Regions from separate parts of the Ovis aries genome. Here region 2 is linked to region 1. A link is a contact called in public Hi-C data. All regions are on one chromosome and are shown on one strand. The core of a region is the stretch at or near the end of the contact, and the rest is flanking DNA. Distances in the headings are between cores, read along the strand shown. Region 1 holds the start of RHOB (ras homolog family member B). Region 2 has its middle 68 kb from the start of RHOB.

Region 1 (2,794 bases), core at 92-2,591:
CTCCCCACCCTCAAACACACACACTAATTTGTCCTGTTCTAGCCTGCAAGTTTCTCAGCCCACCCATCCGGGCTTCAGCCTATTCTTGCCTAATGGGGTGTGGGGTGGTTGGATTTTATTGCACTACTTACTTCAGATAAACCAGGATCCAAATTAATCCTGCAAGCCAGGACTGAGGCTGCCCTTTTCTGTCTGGTTACTTCCTGAGTGTACCTGAAGTTCTGCAATCAGCCTCGACCTTCCCTTTTCACTGACCCTCTTTCCCTGAACCTTCACCTGGAGACCTTAGGCTGGGTGCCCGAGAAAGCGGTAAAGAGACTGGCTTGTTAAAGCCGGAAACCGGAACCAGGCCCACCCATAAGGCACCCTCTAGCAGATCCAAACACGGCCCAGGGAAAGAACCCTCGTGGAAGCATGGTGGCAGGCTCGACAAGGGGAGGGGCTGCTTCTAAAAGAAAAAAGAAAAAGAAAAAACAACAACAACAAACCACAACCTTGATTGGAAATAAGCCTGTGTGCGTGTGTGTCTGCGTGTCTGTGCATTTAAAAACAAAACCACGTTAAAGGAGCCGCTCCCTACCCTACAGGTCCGACCACCCGCTGGGAGTTTGCGAAGCAAGCAGGGCAATACGAGTGGGAGAGACTCATTCACGCGCCCACAAAGTGCCTCCTGTCTCGGAACCGCTCGCCCAGGCCCCGCGGGCTGCTCCGGGCAGCCGTCTTCAGCCCTTCGGTCCCGCGCGCAGAAAGAGCGAACCTTGACGCAGCCAGAGACCCGCAGCTCCCGCCGCGGCGGCAAACTCCCCAGTCGCCGCCTCTCCCAGCCCCGCGGCCTGGGCAGTCAATCAAGCCCGCCCGGCCCCTCCCGTGGGCTGCAGGGGACGGCCAATCAAAGCCAAGCTCCGCAGCGATGAGCTCAGTCGGCTTGCTTCCCATTGGACGGCTATATTAAGAAAGTCGCCGAACTCTTTAAATAGCGGGCGCTAGGGCCGCAGCCTGCATCTGCCGCCGCAGTCGGGCTGAGTTCGTGTTCTCTCTTGTGTTTTCGCCTAGGCCTAGGGAGATCCAGGAGGGAGCTAGGCCGCATCCGCTTGCTCTGGCCACCGTTTGCTCACAAAGGCGCCGACCCGAGACCAGGGGCGAGGAGAGCGGCCGCCGCTCGGGAGCAGCGCGGAGACGCACCGTGCGCCCTATGCCCCCGAGTCCCCCACCGCCCCCGCCGCGGCAGTCCGAGCACTACGAGGGAACGCGCGCCATCCCGGGACCTGGGTGCAGCTAGCGACCCTTGTCCCCAGCGCGCAGCCCGAGGTGAGCAGTGAGCGGCGAGCGGGACGGCAGCGAGGCGTTCGCGGGGCCCCTCCTGCTGCCCGGGCCCGGCCCGCTTATGGCGGCCATCCGCAAGAAGCTGGTGGTGGTGGGCGACGGCGCGTGCGGCAAGACGTGCCTGCTGATTGTGTTCAGTAAGGACGAGTTCCCCGAGGTGTACGTGCCCACAGTCTTCGAGAACTATGTGGCCGACATCGAGGTGGACGGCAAGCAGGTGGAGCTGGCGCTGTGGGACACGGCGGGGCAGGAGGACTACGACCGCCTGCGGCCGCTCTCCTACCCGGACACCGACGTGATCCTCATGTGCTTTTCGGTGGACAGCCCGGATTCGCTGGAGAACATCCCCGAGAAGTGGGTGCCCGAGGTGAAGCACTTCTGCCCCAACGTGCCCATCATCCTCGTGGCCAACAAGAAAGACCTGCGCAGCGATGAGCACGTCCGCACAGAGCTGGCCCGCATGAAGCAGGAACCGGTGCGCACGGATGACGGCCGCGCTATGGCCGTGCGCATCCAAGCCTACGACTACCTCGAGTGCTCGGCCAAGACCAAGGAGGGCGTCCGAGAGGTCTTCGAGACGGCCACGCGCGCCGCGCTGCAGAAGCGCTACGGCTCCCAGAACGGCTGCATCAACTGCTGCAAGGTGCTATGAGGGCCGCGCCCGACCCGCCTGCCCCTGCCAGCGCGGCTCCCCATCCCGGGCCCGTCCCCCACGAGCCCGGAGAAGGGGAGAACCTTGCCCCCCCCAAAGACCCCCACCGGACTGCCTGGCGTCTGCTTTCAGCCCCGGCAGCCGTGGCCTGGAGACTCAGGCTCTGGCACCCGAGAATCGGCCGCGTGGTAGGCACCCGGCGCCCCCTTTCCAAGTGTCTGTGCGTCCGGCTGTGTGGCACAGGCTTGGCCACCCCACTGAGTGCCAAGGGTCCCCTGAACACCATTTTCTGAAGAGCGAAGCCTCTTCAGGGTGTGTGGCTGTGTGTATGTTCGACTCCCCGCTGCCGAGTTTTCACCCCACGCCAGCCCCTGCTCCCCGGACATGAGCTTGGCGCCGGGATGCGGCCGCGCCCCATCGGATGTGCGTCTGTAACCAGTGAGCGCCTGCTATGCCCTGTCTGTAACATAGACCTCGGGACCTGCGGGAGGGGAGGGCTGGGGAGGATGGGGTGTTATATAAATATAGATATAATTTTATTTTCGGAGGTAGGATGGTGTTATTTAATGGTGGTGGTGGGTGGAGTGACAGGGCGCTAGAACAGCTCCAGCCGGGTCTGAGTGAGGCGTCATCCCAGCACGAACAAGACTTGGCCATGTTTCCTACCCCTGGGGAAGACATTTGCAGCTGACTTGGGGCCTGAGAGGACACAGCTTCCAGACTCCTGTCTCCTGCCAGCCAGCCCCCCCACCCCCCACCCCCCGGCGAACCCCTCACTAGCCATTGAGAAGGAGGGGTGAAGTGTGCTGCAGGTTGTTT
Region 2 (2,777 bases), core at 144-2,643, 68 kb after region 1:
TAGAAATCCCAGAAAGCGGTTGACAAGCTCACTCTCAGAAACAGGACGCTGGCAGAAGATAAGACAGGTACTAGTGGCAACCCCTGAGGTCCCCGCCCTGAGCTGAGAGCAGTCTGGGGTAGGCTCAGCGAAGCCAGCCAGTGTGGTTCTCAGGATCCGTGGCTGGCGTGGAACTGGGGCATTCTCCTGGCCTTCAGCTGTCTTTTTGAGTCCTTTGTTGATAAGCACACATGTGTCATAGGCTCTCCTTCTGTTTCAAGCAATTTTATCCTGTAGTCCCCCTGCTGGGGCCTCTGGAGGTGACCGGTATCATGGTTTGAACTTTCTAACCCTTAGTTCCTTGTCTTTGGCTTTGGGGAAGTGTGAGCCAGGCCACAGCCACCCTTGTTTATTCAAAGAAAATGTTTTGGGGGGTCAGGGAAGCCTGGGGATGAGAGACTCAGGTGCAGTCTGGGTCCCCTCAGGAACTCAAGATGGCAAAGTTGAGTGTACAAATTAACTCTTTAGCAATAAGTGTGAAAAGAGACCAGGAAGGGGATAAAGGGTTACATGGTGAAGAGAGAAATTTAGCGCAGCTAAGCAGACCAGGTGGGCTTCCTGGAGGAAGGGGCATTTGATTGAGATTTGAAAGTGTGTGTGTGTGTGTGTGTGTGTGTTTTTTTTAATTATTTGACTGCACTGGGTCTTAGTTGTGGCATGAGAACTCTGAGTTGTGGCATGTGGGATCTAGTTCCCTGACCAGGGATCAAACCCAGGCCTCCTAAATTGGGAGTGAGGAGTCTTAGCCACTGGACCACCAGGGAAGTCCCAGATTTTTGTTCTTTTTTAAATCTTGAGTATTGAAAGGGAAGCAAGGTCGAGTGAAGTCCCTGACAGAAGGGGCAGCTGAGGTGAAGCAGGTGAGACCTGGACTGTGTCAATCAGACCTGGTCGGGAGCCAACTGCTAAGGATGGACCACGTGGCTTTGTGGAGGTACCTTCTCCTCTGAACATATTTCCTCCCTGGAAGAGAAGAAAGACTGTGAAGATACTGAAACAACACGTGTGAAATGGCCGCCCACCCCTGCGGGTGTCGCTTCTGTCTGGCTCACTCGGGTCTGACTCTAGTGGTGGCTCGGAGGGCGCTCCAGGCAGGTGGAGACATTCCCATGTCTCTGGTTTGAAGGGAATCATTAGGCATCAAAGGAACACTCCTTGAGATAAATATCTCTGTCAGAGCCCTGGCCCCGTCACCAAGGCAGGTGACCAGGACTGCACGTGGTAAACACAACCAACAGCCCAGGCTCTGCAGTTCCAACATCCCAGCTGCTCTCCATCAGGAAAGGAGGCAAGGCCTGTGCCCACTTCACACAGAGCGCCTCAGGGCCTCGCCCTGGGGTTCCTGCCAGAGTCCTTCTTGCATCATACCTGGAGGCCACCCCAGCCAGCAAGTCCATCAGGAGGAATAACACGTTCAGTCAACAGGCACCTGCTTACACGTTTTCTATTCAGAGCTAATTGCTCAGTCAGAGCTCTTCAGACCTCAAAGTGGCCTGGGGCCTGGGTCTGAGTGGGGAGGTGCCGCTTTGGGGACACAGAAGCCTCTGCTGCCTCCTGGAGCTGAGCCCACACCTTCCCTTCAATCCGCAGGTGGTTTCGGAGAACAGACGAGAGCATACTGAGTTATTTCCCGGCAGACCAGGGTCTTTGTCCTGATGCACTGGGTTGCAGGTGGACAGCTCAATGGGTGGATGCTGGGAGGGGTGGGGAGAGAATTCTGATGGGGTACCTCTCACCCTCCTGGGGATGACCTAGCTATGGTCTGGGGTTGGCGAACCGGAGCTTAGCATAGAGGAATTCACAATGGCACTTCTGCGGGTTGTGATGGGACTTATAGAGAATATCTACCCTGACTTGGCTCTCTGGGGGAGGAAACTGAGGCCCAGGGAGAGGCCAGGCTTGCTGAGTTTCTCCAGTGAGTTTGTGATGTGTCACACGAGAGCTCACACCAAACCGACCCCTGTCTGCAGGTGTGAGCCAGAGATGAGATGGGTGGGAGAATGGCGTGGGGGAGTGGGGGAACCCAACAGGGGCCAGGAGTGGGGTGGAAGAGCCTGGGGCCTGAGCAGAGCTGCTTAGAAAACCTCTGAACTGGATTAGTTAATCTTGGCCATGGGGTTAAGGAGGAGGTGGGGTGGGAGGTAAGTGAGTGTGACTTTGAAAGGCAGCATGTGGGATCCTCGTGATGTGGGAAACGTTCTGTATCTGTATCGTGTCAGTATCTCAGTATCTTGGTTGTGGTATTGCACCATGGTTTTGATGTTATCACTGGGGTAAGGAGTACACAGAATCTCTTACAGTTGCATGGGAATCTGCTGCTGCTGCTAAGTCGCTTCAGTCGTGTCCAACTCTGTGCGACCCCAGAGACGGCAGCCCACCAGGCTCCCCCGTCCCTGGGATTCTCCAGGCAAGAACACTGGAGTGGGTTGCCATTTCCTTCTCCAATGCAGGAAAATGAAAAGTGAACATAAAGTCGCTCAGTCGTGTCCGACCCTCAGTGACCCCATGGACTGCACCCTTCCAGGCTCCTCCGTCCATGGGATTTTCTAGGCAGGAGTACTGGAGCGGGGTGCCAATTTACAACTGCTACTGCTGCTAAGTCGCTTCAGTTGTGTCTGACTCTGTGCGACCCCAGAGACGGCAGCCCACCAGGCTCCCCCGTCCCTGGGATTCTCCAGGCAAGAACACTGGAGTGGGTTGCCATTTCCTTCTCCAATGCATGAAATGAAAAGTGAACG

What was found. A called contact is a pair of places that touch in the nucleus more often than the background predicts.
Region 2: a contact with region 1 is called in a Hi-C map of liver, with 3 times the contacts expected there. The contact joins the enhancer-like site here to the promoter of RHOB in region 1. A contact is called at or near these places in 4 of 16 Hi-C or Micro-C datasets (hypothalamus, liver and tail adipose tissue).

What each region holds. Positions count from the first base shown.
Region 1 is chr3:28,325,879-28,328,672 of ARS-UI_Ramb_v3.0, forward strand. RHOB (ras homolog family member B) reads left to right here and starts at 1,342. Exons shown (of 1, transcript NM_001127673.3): 1 at 1,342-2,794. The coding sequence starts at 1,385. The coding sequence ends at 1,975. LOC114114138 (a long non-coding RNA gene) reads right to left here and starts at 813. Exons shown (of 3, transcript XR_003588978.3): 1 at 758-813.
Region 2 is chr3:28,393,743-28,396,519 of ARS-UI_Ramb_v3.0, forward strand. No RefSeq gene overlaps it. Among named protein-coding and RNA genes, the nearest start is that of RHOB, 68 kb to the left of the region's middle. Within about 2 kb of position 1,394, at least 8 of the 54 cell types and tissues checked have an H3K27ac peak or open chromatin away from gene starts, as enhancers often do. A contact at or near this core is called in liver, where this site is marked.